2 separate regions of the Sus scrofa genome follow, and region 2 is linked to region 1. The links are chromatin contacts, called in public Hi-C maps. All regions are on one chromosome and are shown on one strand. The core of a region is the stretch at or near the end of the contact, and the rest is flanking DNA. Distances in the headings are between cores, read along the strand shown. Region 1 holds the start of RAP2A (ras-related protein Rap-2a). Region 2 overlaps LOC106505333 (a long non-coding RNA gene).

Evidence for each region. A called contact is a pair of places that touch in the nucleus more often than the background predicts.
Region 2: a contact with region 1 is called in a Hi-C map of embryonic fibroblasts, with 2.8 times the contacts expected there. The contact joins the enhancer-like site here to the promoter of RAP2A in region 1. A contact is called at or near these places in 1 of 5 promoter capture datasets (fetal liver), 2 of 47 Hi-C or Micro-C datasets (embryonic fibroblasts and fibroblasts) and 2 of 2 datasets of contacts at active chromatin or transcription factors (alveolar macrophages and skeletal muscle).

What each region holds. Positions count from the first base shown.
Region 1 is chr11:66,674,326-66,680,981 of Sscrofa11.1, forward strand. RAP2A (ras-related protein Rap-2a) reads left to right here and starts at 4,837. Exons shown (of 2, transcript XM_021065816.1): 1 at 4,837-5,246. The coding sequence starts at 4,933. It overlaps LOC110255848 (a long non-coding RNA gene), which reads right to left and starts at 3,506. Exons shown (of 3, transcript XR_002336730.1): 1 at 3,273-3,506; 2 at 1,958-2,024.
Region 2 is chr11:66,768,993-66,775,832 of Sscrofa11.1, forward strand. All of the region lies in intron 1 of LOC106505333 (a long non-coding RNA gene), which reads left to right. Among named protein-coding and RNA genes, the nearest start is that of RAP2A, 93 kb to the left of the region's middle. Within about 2 kb of position 4,944, at least 13 of the 83 cell types and tissues checked have an H3K27ac peak or open chromatin away from gene starts, as enhancers often do. A contact at or near this core is called in embryonic fibroblasts, where this site is marked.

The DNA.
Region 1 (6,656 bases), core at 3,587-6,086:
AATGGTTGAGACGTATTTGACTGCAGGATGCAGAAAACCGAGCAGACTTCAACTAGCAAACAGAAACCAAAGGACACCAGCAGTTTACTTAGCCATGATCCAAAGGTGGGCATCTCCAGCACCGGTCTGACAATCCAGTGTTGTCAGCCAGGACGGAGGTTCTTCCCATCCTTCTCTTTGGCCGTCCAAAGCTTGTTGGTTTTCAACCTCAGCTACAAGATGTCACAGTCCAGAGACAGTGACCACAGATTCATTTCAATGTACAAAGCCAGGAAGCAAGTGATAGCAAAAATGAGGTTATCAACACACTCTCAGCAGAATCCTAGGAATCCCCCGGTCCTGTAGGCTGTTTCCCTCAGAACCGTCAAGCTCTTAAGATTCTTCAGGGCTTTTCTTTTTTCTTCCTATATTTTACTTATTAAGCCTTTCCTTCAGGGATTTTTTTTTTTTTCCCCTGCTTGAAAATGCCTATTGAAAAATTTCCTTTCTCAACCAAAAGGCTTCTTTCATTGATTTGTTTACATACTAACTCGATTTCTGCATTCTAATTCTTTTTCTTTTCAAAAGTGCTGAGACAGAAGACATTTTCAAATGAGAAACATGTTTATTTTGCCCCTTCCTTTCTACTCTTCATATGTACTTCTATTTCTCAGCTGTATTAGGAGCCTGAAGAAAATGTCTTCTGCTCTCTTTAGAACTGCCAGCAGCATTGCATAGGTGCTAAATGTATTTGACCTGTCCTTCTCCTTTATGGCTAATCAGAGATCTGTAGTCTTTCATAGGAAGCAATAGGAATCAGGGCCTCATAGCCAAGAAGCACTGGTCATGTGGCAAATTACCTCTCCTGACTTGTTTATATTAAATGCCTTGCATGCTTGCCTCTTGCTAGCATCAGAAAGTCCCAGAACACAGTGTGTTTCCTATTTCATCCCACCTTTCCCAACATCATTCACAGAAGCAAAGGAAGGGGCTGGGTTTCCATGGTAACACAAGTGTGACAGCTGAGGGTAGATGGGCATAGGTGAGATAACTCTCAGGTTCAGAAGCGAGAGGAGAAATGAAGTTTTTCTTTCTTTCTCTCCCAGCCATACACTTCTGAAGCTAAAGAGACCCTGAAGTGTTGGTGTACACCGTTGTTGTCACTACCCGACAGATTTACAGCTCTTGGGGAAAATTCAATTTCATTTTATCTCATTTTTATTTTGTCTTTTCCACAAACAAATGAAAGGAGACATAAGTTTTTATTTCTAAAATCACTCTCAGGATAGACAGTTCATGCTGGTGTTGCAGTGAACATGACTAAGGGATCAGGAGATACACACCAATTCCCGCCTAAATCTTCACAATGCTCTACACATGCTGACACCGTTTCGTACAGCAGCTAATTCTTCGACCGGCATTTCACAATCAGCCTCAGATCAGTTAAGTATCAAGACAGAAGAGACCAGAAAATATGCTCCTCCTTAACATGTTTCTTTGGCCTCCTAGTGATTGAAAATCTACCTTTATGGCAGCATTGAGAATGAAAACTGGGGCCTGTCATTATGAGAAATATACATGAGGTACAACTACTCCAAGAGCTGCAGTCTCTATACTCTCCTTATCAAGAATGTCGGCACTGATGGAAGGTCGGGGAAAACAACCTAAGAAACGCCCCCCTAAACCTGTCTCTTGTGCTGAGAAACCAGGGCACTCACTCACTTTTTTTTTTTTTTAAATGGTCACACCTGCCATATGTGGAGGTTCCCAGGCTAGGAGCCGAATAGGAACTGTAGCTGCCAGCATACACCATAGTCACAGAAACACCAGATCCAAGCCATGTCTGTGACCTACACTGCAGCTTGCAGCAATGCCAGATCCTTTAACCCACTGAGTGAGGCCAGGGATCAAATGTGCATCCTTATGGATACTAGCTGGGTTCTTAACCCACTGAGCCCCAAAGGGAACTCCTACTCACTCATTATTTTTTCATGACAACTTCTATCAGATGCACTCCAAGCCAGAGCTTCTCAACTTCTGAGAACCTAGGAAATGAAAACAGTTGCTTAAGGGTGCATTCTAGACCCTCAACCCCAATACAAATTTCTTTTTTTTAAAAAGTCGCTGCACCTTTACTCCTTGCAAAGGGAGTGGTTTTTCAGTTCCACCGTAATGCAAGGTACTACACAGGTGTAACCTATACAAAAAAGTCTGATGCTTCTTGGCTCTATTTAAGCCCCAAGAAACCTAGGAACTTATTACCACAATACATGATTTGGATCTTAGAAAACACAGTCTGTCTTTTCTGTAAAAGAAGTGTAGCTATTATTAATGAAACCACAAAAAGCATTAGCTTTACACACTATATGAGACTTCTAAAAAGCTAGTGGAACGCTGTATTCAACTACAAAATCCTCTTGGAACATCCCTGCCAGAAAGATACAAAGCTTCACTTCGTATCCGTGCAAGCTCTTATTTCTGACTTATTCACATTACTGGCTTAGGATGAGGTATCAGATCGTCTTTGGTTTCAATTCTGTTAAAACTTTCCTTTTTCCTGATTCTTAGTTCTTTGCAATCTGCTTTCACTGTTAATTCTGGTGGATCAACTGCAACTCATATTTTGATAGGTAATCAAGAAATAACGACTGAATTATATTTTACTACATAATTTGGCAGGACACTTTCCCACAATTATCTTTGGCAAAAACTTGATGTGTGTGTTATACTATAGCAGGATAATGTAAAAGTAAGTTATCCATTTTAAGATAATGGAGCCATAGGCGGTAGGACATGGATAAATATATCTTTGTACTAGTATATGTACTTTGTATACATGGCTGGTATATCTTTGTACTAGTTTGATAATTGACAGAAAAGATGGGAAAGGAACATCTGTTTTTTGAACTCAGACCAAAATCCTCTCTACCTGATGACCTTGTGGGGAAGAAGGGTGAAGAAATATGCCATGATCAAACCTTAGAACTATAGAAATCTATCATTCCCAAGAAATGGGAGTGATGTATGGCTGTAGACTAGTTCGAGAAGGACATAGTTTAAGGAAGGCAAATCCAATAACCAATTATTACAAAACATAATCCAGGAAGGTTTAGGAATATAACTTCTCCTAAATTTAACGTTGTAGGTGGGAGAGAGTGTTTAATTATGATCTAATGCCACAGAGAGAACAGTAAGTTTTAAAAGGGAGTTGTTAAAAATGTTTTAGGAGCCACGCATGGAGGACCCATGCAACTGCTGCAGTATGTCTCTTTAATGACCGGAAATTTTCTCACCCTCAAGACAAGAGTCCCTGTTTTCTCGATTGACCCACGATTCAGCCCACATCACTCAGCACTATTTCCGGGTCCGTCATTTAGGCAGAATGCCACCGAGACGACGTTAAAAGCGAAACCCATGGTTCTCGCCTCCAACACATCTTGTTCCCTTGCCAACGTAGGGTGCAACGACCTGTCCCTCAATCACTGACCCCTCCCAAACCCACCAGCCCTACCCCGGGTCTCCATTCCACCCACCCTTGGGGGCAAGGGAGTCGCGATTTCTGGTTGGCTCAGCTCAAGTCTCCGCCATCCGCCAGCTCACCTGCGGTTGGTTGGCAGAGCGTGCGTGGGAGGTGGGAGGGCTGAGCCTGCAACTAGGCTTTCCCCCCATTGGCTGATGGATGGGCATCACGTGGTATGAAGTGGCTCTCTATTGGCCGAGAATGGTACCATGGGTCCAGAGGCGTGCACTGGTTGGCTGGAACGACTCCCAGCTTCCTACTAGGTGCCCCGGCTGGCTGTTGCTATGAGCTGTCCCCAGGCCTTCTGGCTGCGCCTGGGGCTTCGCTCTCCCAGTTTTCCAAGCGCCCGTAGCTGACAGGGCGTGGGAAGAGCTCGACTTCCAGCAGACGCTGAAGAAAGGCGGGGCTGGGGGGAGGTGGGCGGGACTCCCGGCGACGTCACCGGGCGTGGGCCCGGCTTCCGCATGGTCGCTGGCCTTTGCCGCCTCTGGCAGTGGGCAGGATGAGGGCCTGTCACTTTTCCCTCTGTGTCTTGACGCTTAAAACAAAGCTTCACTTCGGTTTTATGCTCGTCCTTTAAACAAAGCCTTTTTTCGTTATGTTTATACAGGACAAAACCAAAGCTCACAGGCTGGGTGGTGTCTAGCAAGGCCCTCCTGCCAAGGCCTCCTTTTGGACCTTGCCGGTGTCTTCTTGTCACTCCCCGCCTCAAGTTAAAACCTAGAGACTGCTCTGGCCCCGCCAACATCGCGTCTCTGCCAAATTCTGAACTTGGCGTGCTCAGGCCGAAGCGGTTCCCGTCGCGGGCAGAAGAACCGCGCGTGCTCAGTACGCAGGATCCGCAGGGTTCGACGCGGCTTGCGGGGTGGGGTGTTGTTGGGTGGCCCAGGTGGTTGTTTATCTAAGCGCGGGCCGAGGCTTCCGCACGGCGCAGAGCCTCCCGGGAGCGCGCGAGGCCGGTCGCCTAGGCGACGGGGGAGCAAGGGCGGGGCTGCGCCACCGGGTCCCGCCCCGGGCCGCCGGGCCCCGCCCCCAGCAGCGCTGCGGCTGGGGCTCGGGCGCGCGCTCCGGCGCCGAGGGGAGCGGCGGCGGCGGCGGCGGCGGCGGGCGGGGAGCTGGGCGTGGAGGCGCGAGGGGCGGGGCGGGCGGCACTGCAGGCCCGCGTTTCGGGCGGCTCCGGCGGCTCCCTGGCTCCCACTCCCTGCTCGCCCTCAGTGCCTGCCGGCGCCCGCGGGGCCGCATTGCCGCCGGCTCGGCCCATGCCCAGGGCTGCTGCTCCCTCCGCCGGCGCCCGGGGGGCCGCGGCGGCCGTGAGGTGGGGGCAGCCGCGGGACGCGGCGGGGCCGGCCGCCGGCGCAGGGTTGGGGGGCGCAGCGCGGCGGGCGTAGGTCTATGTCGCGGGCAGCGGCGGCGGCGGCGGCCGCGGAGGGACGATGCGCGAGTACAAAGTGGTGGTGCTGGGCTCGGGCGGGGTCGGCAAATCCGCCCTGACCGTGCAGTTCGTGACCGGCACCTTCATCGAGAAATACGACCCCACCATCGAGGACTTCTACCGCAAGGAGATCGAGGTGGACTCGTCGCCGTCGGTGCTGGAGATCCTGGACACGGCGGGCACCGAGCAGTTCGCGTCCATGCGGGACCTGTACATCAAGAACGGCCAGGGCTTCATCCTCGTCTATAGCCTCGTCAACCAGCAGAGCTTCCAGGACATCAAGCCCATGCGGGACCAGATCATCCGAGTGAAGCGGTGAGAGGGCCGGGGGCGCGGGCAAGGGGCTTCGCGGTGCGGCCGGCAGCCCCTGTCCCGGGGCCAGAACTCCCTCCCGCGTGCTCTGGGGTGGCTGTGGGCAGGAGGAGCTGTCTAGGCAGGTGGCTCTGGGGTCTTAGGCTTTATCCTAAATTTTTAGCTGGTAGCATCCTCCTCGTCATCTTGAATCTCAAATTTGAGTGCTTTGTTTCACAACTCAAATTTGGCATCCGGTGAACCCACAGCACAGCTCTTTGTCTCTTGGATATTATTAGTAGCGGTTGTGCAGAACCCCAAAGGAAACAAAGTTTAAAACTTGCAGTGGGGGGAGAGGGGCGGGTAGGTTTCTGCTGGGAGGAGGCAGCTGTGCAAGTATAGCGGAGACATTTTCAGACGGAACAACAAAAAACCTCCCTTTGCAGCATTTGACAGCAAAAATTGCTTACACAAATGTGGTAAAAATGTCAAGTCCAATGGAAAGAGATCTTTCTCATTTCATAGAAGATTGAATGGTGGCAAGGCGTTTTACAAAAATGAACTCTTCACTTAAGATGAAACTTTAGAGACAGGTTATCAAATTATTTGCAGACCTGGCTCTGTGGGATTGAGAGAGTATTAGTATGTAGGAGCGCGAATGTACTATCACATTAAAGAATGTGGCTTAACTTTTTTTTTTTAATCTAGCCACTTTACCCCTCAGAAACAAAAAGAAAGGGAAAAAAAGAGGCATTCTTAAAAATAGAATGAGTTTCTTCAAAGGTGTGACTCAAATATTAGCTAATTTAAAGTTAAAGCAGATAAGCTCTTTCCTGTTACAAACTCTTTTCGCAAGTGTGCATTTTGGAAATATAACAGCCTAATGGCTTCTGCTATTTGTTTTATATTTTTTCCTATAATTTCTAGCATCAAAAAATGCAATAGTATCTCAGTTCAGAGTTTTAGCAAATTTTTCTAATTACCATTTAATTACACATTACTGTTTTGTCTGATTCTTACTATTAGTTAATAATTGCCAATAATTTTGATTCAGCATAATTTTGCTTTTCTTTCCCAGTTGTACCAGTAACCCTAAATTTGTAGACAGTTGCAAAAGCTAGTTATAAGTGTTATCATAGACATAATCTCATTTTTAGTCAGTTTGAGTCTACTCATTTTGAAAGAGCAAATACCAAGTCAGGTGCACGCAAGCTTTGCTCAAAAATTCATTACAAGAGGCGGATTTTTAATGCCACATAGGAGATCAAAGGGGAGGTCCTCTCCCCTCCTCCTTTAACTCATTGAATATGCCCTTTAATAGCTAAACTAAAATTTCGTGTGTTATTTTATATGTTAGATTTCAAGCTGGAATACAGTGAATGTTTTCATGGCCTCTGACAATGTCCTAAGATCTGTGAATCTGACAGCTTTTTA
Region 2 (6,840 bases), core at 3,694-6,193, 95 kb after region 1:
TCATATGCCCAAATAAACAAGTCCTTTCCAGTTAGTTATCAACTGGTATGAGTCACTTATATCCGTTTTCTCTCTTCTCACATTCCCTTGTGATACGGGGTGACAAACAATATAGTTTAGGAATAACGCCCTTGAAGAGGAAAGCAGCAGAATTCCTTAGTCCTTTCTGTATTCAAGAATCTTTTCTCTCCCAGTTTTTCTCTGTATCAATTAGAAATACTACAAGATGGCCAACTCCCCTTATGAATGGATAACAACAGCCTTAATCATCACTGTCTCTTTTGAATTGTGTCACAAGATATGGATTTTTGTCAAATCATTGGGACTTCTTGTACTAACATGTGGAAACTGAGGCTTCCAACCAAGATGAAGTCATTGGTTGATGGCTGTCTTCCAAGGTTGTCATTGTCATCATAAAGTTCTTTCCCATGATTACTCCCCACATGCAGAGGCTGTGGTGAAGCGAAAATCTCTGTCTTGCATGAAGAAAACTTAAATCTTAGATGGCAACTATATGAAAGAGATTCAAATGTAAATACTTTGTTCCCATTACAAAAAAATGAACAAACCAGGAGTTCCTGTTGTTGGGGAAGCAGAAATGAATCTGATTAGTATCTGTGAGGAGGTGGATTCAATCTCACGCCTTGCTCAGTGGGTCAGGGATCCAGCGTTGCCATGAGCTCTGGTGTAGATTGCAGACATGACTCGTATCCCACGTTGTTGTGGCTGTAGCTCCAATTCAAACCCTATCCTGGGAACTTCTATATGCCACAGATGTGACCCTGGAAACCAAAAAAAACCAAAAACCAAAAAACAACCCAAACCCCCGAACAAACCAACTTTCAAGTGTATTTGTCAAACTCTAGTTCTATAATTTACTGGGGGTATGAACTTGGTTAAGTGACTTAACCTCTTTGAGCTTGAGTGTTCTCTCGGAAGTGGGGGGAATATCTCCTGCACAGAGTTTAGGGAGAATTAGAAGAGATACTGCAAGTGAAACAGGTACTAAACATTCAGATATCTGTACACAGCCCAGCCCCATCTCTCAATACTCTCCCACTTCCTAGAATTATAACTAGTTCTTCACAAAATATTACTTAAAAAATTAAAATATTTGGTGAGAGAAATAACTTTGCAGGTGCTAATGTTATTTTTGTTCTGCTCTGCAAAGACAAGACAGGACTGGACAGTCTTTCCCCAAAGCCTAATTAGAGTTTTTCCATGACTGTATTTGTGTTTGTTTTTGCTTCTTTTGTTCAAGTTAGGTCTTCAGGCGACCGAAATGAAATTCTCGCCAAAGAGGCATCCTTTGTAGCAGTGATGACACAAATTACATTGTTCTCCAGGGTTTAAAACACCCAGCCATTAAATTTAACTACGTGAACTTGGCAGATCTTTTCAAAAACAAAGCAGCTGTTTCCCTTTTGTTCACTTTTTTTTTTTTTTTTTTAAAGCTCACCAGCTTAAAGATGTACACACCCCTCTTGCAAACCCAGGAGATACCATGAAGTAGTGTGAAGGTACACAGTGATTAAAAGAGAATGAGACGTTTAATTTTTATTTTTGAGCAATACAGTACTATTTGTTAAGCAATATAGTGCTTATGGTGTGTCAGCCACTGATCCAAGCCTTTATAAACAATAAGTTGTGTTTATGAATAATAGTACCACCTAGGGTAGGTTCTATTATTATTCCCATTTTACAGATGGAGAGCCTGCAGCATGGACATTGGACAACTTGCCCAAGATCATGAGGCTCTAATAGGTAGAGCTGGCTCCATGGTCCGTGGTTTTGCAGAGTTCTCTCATTTGCTGTTTATTCTCTTTATTTCATTTAGTCTTTACCATTTATATAATTGCCCTCTGTTGTTCATACTCATCACGGTAAAGTCCTTGCTTCCATTACCCCTCAGGCAACTAACTCCCTACTCCAGCAAAGATGGCACTCCCTAATTGGTCACCACCATTGCGGTTGCCCACGGGTGTACCTTTCCAAGGGGTAGGGAGTGGGTAGGAAACTCGACTCTGGTCAGTAATTTATAAGATGACACACAGCTCAGACTGTGGGCAACGTAGTTACAGAGGCAGAGCCCACAGCCACAACCCCACTTAGTGCCACCCAGGGGTCATTTTTTCAGATCTCTGTGCTCAGTCCTTCCTGCCTGTGACACTCTCAGTTCCCACGTCTGTTTGATGTCTACAGGAGTATGAGATTACGTCACTACTGCCCCTGGTCAAGGCAGGGCCTTTGAGTGAATTGGAGGGGGCAAATTGTGTACGAGGGTATGTAGATGTTGTTTGTGGGCAAAGCATATGCTCACTCTGGGTCATAAATAACTTCAGACTTCAACTGCAGTGTCCTGGCCCAATCACTGTTCCTCAAAGTTCCACAGGTCAATGCATTAAGATGCTTACACCTACAAAGGACCAGGAGAGATGTATAGAACTATACCAGGCTCCCTACCTTCTTTGATCAATGTCAACAGCAAGTGTCAGCCTATCATAATACACCAACAATAGAGTTAAGCCTGGTACATTGGAGAGCAGAGGGGAGAACCACCCATCTCAGTGGGGAACTTTCTTTAAAAGCTACCCAACAAAAATATACAATGGAGAAGACAGTCTTTTCAATAAATGGTGCTGGGAAAACTGGACAGATACATGTAAAAGAATGAAATTAGAGGAGTTCCCTGGTGGCCTAGCAGTTAAGGATTCAGCATTGTCATTGATGTGGGTCAGGTTTGACCCCTGGCCTAGGAACTTCCATTTGCCTTAAGTGCGGCCAAAGAAAAGAAAAAAGAAAAAGAAGTTCGAAAATTCTCTAATACCATACACAAAAATAAACTCAAGATGGATTAAAGACCTAAATGTAAGGCCAGATAGTATAAAACTCCTAGAGGAAAACAGGCAGAACACTCTTTAACATAAATCATAGCAATATTTCTGGGGATCTGTCCTCTAAAGAGGAGATAAAAGCAAAAATAAACAAATGAGACCTAATTAAACTTAAAAGGTTTTGCATAGCAAAGGAAACGATCAATGAAATGAGAAGACACCCTACTGAATGGGAGAAAATATTTGCAAATGATGTCACCGACAAGGGGCTAATATCTAACATATATATATGCAGCTCATATAACTCAACATCAAAAAAACCAATCAACCTGATTTTAAAAGGGTAGAACCGAATAGATGTTATTCCAAAGAAGAAATGCAGATGGCCAACAGGCACATGAAAATATACTCAACATCATCCTGAAAATCATCAAGGAAACGCTAACCAAAACTACAGTGAGATATCACCTCATACCTGTCAGAATGGTTACCACCAAAAAGAAAATAAATAGCAAATATTGGAGAGGATGTGGAGGAAAGGGAACGCTTGTACACTGTTGGTGGGGATGTAAATTGGTGCAGCCACTGTGGAAAACAGCATGGAGGTCAAAAAACTAAACACAGGGCATAGAATGTGGCCCAGCAATTCCACTCCTAGGTATATACCCTAAAAAAAACAAAAACGCTGGAGTTCCCTTCCGCCATTAACAAACCCAACTAGGATCCATGAGGATATGGGTTCGATCCCTGGCCTTGCTCAGTGGGTTAAGGATCCAGTGTTGCTGTGACGTAGGTTGCAGACGTGGCATTGCTGTGGCTGTGGCATTAGCCAACAGCTGTAGCTCTGATTCAATCCCTAGCCTGGGAATTTCCATATGCCAAGGGTGCGGCCTTAAAAAGCAAAAAAACCCAACCAGCCAAACAAACAAAAACAAACCCACCCAAAACACCTATTCAAAAATATATATGCACCCCAATATTCATGGTAACATTATTTATAATTGCCCAGGTGTGGAAGCAACCTAAGTGTCCAACAGCTGGACAAAGAAGATGTGGTCATTTTATATATATATTTATATGTATATATATATACATACACACACACACCACATATATATATACATACATATATATACACACACACACACATATATACCACATTATATACACATATGTATACATGTATATGTATATATACACATATGTGTGTATATATATATATATATACACACCATATACACACACACACACACCACACAAATGCTATTTATGTTGATGGCATTCACAGTTTACTCAAGGCTAAACATTCCTAGTGTGAGTTCACATATAGTTATTTCTGTTTAAAAATTACCTGAAAGAGTGGATTGATTATACTAGTTATGTAGTTAAGAAGAGGTAGAGTTGGAGGTAGGTCTTCCATTTTTATTGTTAAAGATAATGTTTACCAGGTACTAGTACATAAACTGTACTCAGTAAATGCTTGTCTTACTCCTCTTGCTCCAACTACTGCCTATTTATATATATATATATAGTATGTGTGAATATATATATTATACAATATATTCAATGGTGTGTGTATATATATTCAGTTGTGTGTATATATATGTATATTAAATTGTGTGCATATATATTCAATTGTGTGTATATATATACACACACACAGAGTTGAATATTACTCAGCCATAGAAAAGAACGGAATTTTGCCATTTGAAGCAACACAGATGGTCTTGGAGGGCATTATGCTAAGTGAAATGAGTCAGATAGAGGAAAGCAAATACTGTATGATATCACATATGTGGAATCTACTGTCTCCATGTAACTTAAATATTACACGTCAACTATACTTCAACCTTTAAAAACATTAATAAAAATAAAACCACGCACACAAAAGCTGTCTAAACATACTGCTTAGCATATAATAGATACTTAATAAATACATAAAGAATGAATGAATGGACAAATGCATATATGCATGTCTTAAAGAAAGGGTAGGCATTAACAAGACAGACAGAAAATAGAACCTAGGGGAATAGCACGAGAGAAGCCCAGAGACAGGAAACAGCTTGGTGTGTCCAGGGAATTTCAGTTCAAATTCCAAGGAGAGGAGTGGCAGGAGATGTACTAAAAGAGTCAGGAACAGACTTTGTTTCATAAGTGGGAACCTGAGCCAGTAGGTCAGTGCTTTTCAGACTTTTGCATGTTTACAAATTACTTGGAGATCTGATTCAGGAGCACTTGGTTCTGACAAGCTCTGAGGTGAGATCATCTGGTTCTCATAAGCTCCCAGGTGAGGCTGCTGGTCCACGGGCCACACTTTGAGCAGTGAAGCACTGGGAGGTGATCGAAAGCCCCAAAGAAGTTGAAGGAGAGTGACTTGTGATTGACCCCTGGCAGGGATTCAGTAAGTGTAGATGAATAAGAATATTATAGCATATGAACAATGACTCATTAAAATATCCTTTATTTCACAAAGAGAATGGAACAAGCATTTATTGAGTACATGTCATATACTAATACTTGGTAAACATTATCTCTAATAATAAAAATGAAAGACCTACCTCCAACTCTATCTCTTTTTAACTACATAACTAGTATAATCAATCAACACTTCCAGGCAATTTTTAAACAGAAATAACTCTACGTAAACTAACTCACACTAGGAATGTTTAGCCTTGAATAAACTGTGAATGCTGTACATCTGAATAACATAAAGAGCATTTTTTCCCTCTTGAGTCATGAGTCCAGGCACATATTCAAAGTTGACTAAGCCACAGCTCACATCTTGGAAAGTTGTTACCGGGGAAGAAATAAGCTTAAACTTGAGCACTTGGTCACCACCCCACAGCCACCAACTCCTGAAATAGGCCCAGATCTCTAATTTTAAATTCAAAATTACACTTTGCTCTTGATCCAGCTAGCCTTGGGTGTTTCACTTGGTGACACAGCACAAAGCTGGGTTATTTGGAACTCTCATTTTCATGGAGGGAAAGAGCTTGAGCAGGAGGAGCACGGAACACGGATTCCTCCTTGTCCCTCAGTGACCACAGAACCAGAAGGTTCTTGGCTATTTGCTTTTTTCGGCGTTTAACACACTTCTCTCTCAGCCCAGCTGACTTATCAATTCTTGTTGAGGTTGAGAAAGATGCCTGCGGGGGTGGAGCAAAGGAAATAAAAGCTCAGGGAAAAGCAGAAAGGCAAGAAAGGTCAGATCCAGTGCTGCTGACTCATTTCCAGTGAAACCATACCTTTCCCCAGAAGAGTTCAGAAGGTTTTCAAAACATAGGCCTGTGGCTCTTTGGGGTGCAGATGTCATCGTTCTGCCATCATGCTTAGTAAAATAGGAAGGAGTTGGCAGAGGGAGGGAGGAAGAGAAGAGCCGATGCTTGGGGATTAGACTGACATGGGTTCAAATCTCAGCCTTGTCACCTTGTCACATGCCTTAACACATAACTAAGCATAATTGACCTCTTTCCTCACCTTTAAAATTAGGGCAGTATTATAGCAGACACTTTGGATCTTTGCCTGAGAAATTTCCCTTCCTTGCTTCTTTCTGTAACCGCCTACCTCATATCCATTTGTGGAGTACAGTCAACCCATTCCATGTCAATGAACCCTAAGGGAAAACAGACTCAAGCCAGGACAATGGGACACCCCACCATCATCATCCTTTGGAGGACTTGAGTCAGGGTCCAAAAACAATCAGGGGCTCTCTGGACAAACGATTCATTAGTTTCGGCTCCCAAATCCCCCACATTGCCTTGGTTCAGGTTCTTCCGAAGCTGTGTGTTTCACTGTTCCTGTGGTCCCTTGAGCCTGACAAATTCCATTTTGATGAAATTATCCAGAGTTGGTTTCTGTTGCTCGCCACCAGCAACTCTAAATAATGTGCCTACTTACTTCTTAGGACTGCTGTGGGGATTAGCAGTAACACCTGCTGTTCTAGGTTTAACGTCTCAATCCAAATAACATTAGAAAGTAACTTAAGGTCCTATCACAAACGTACATC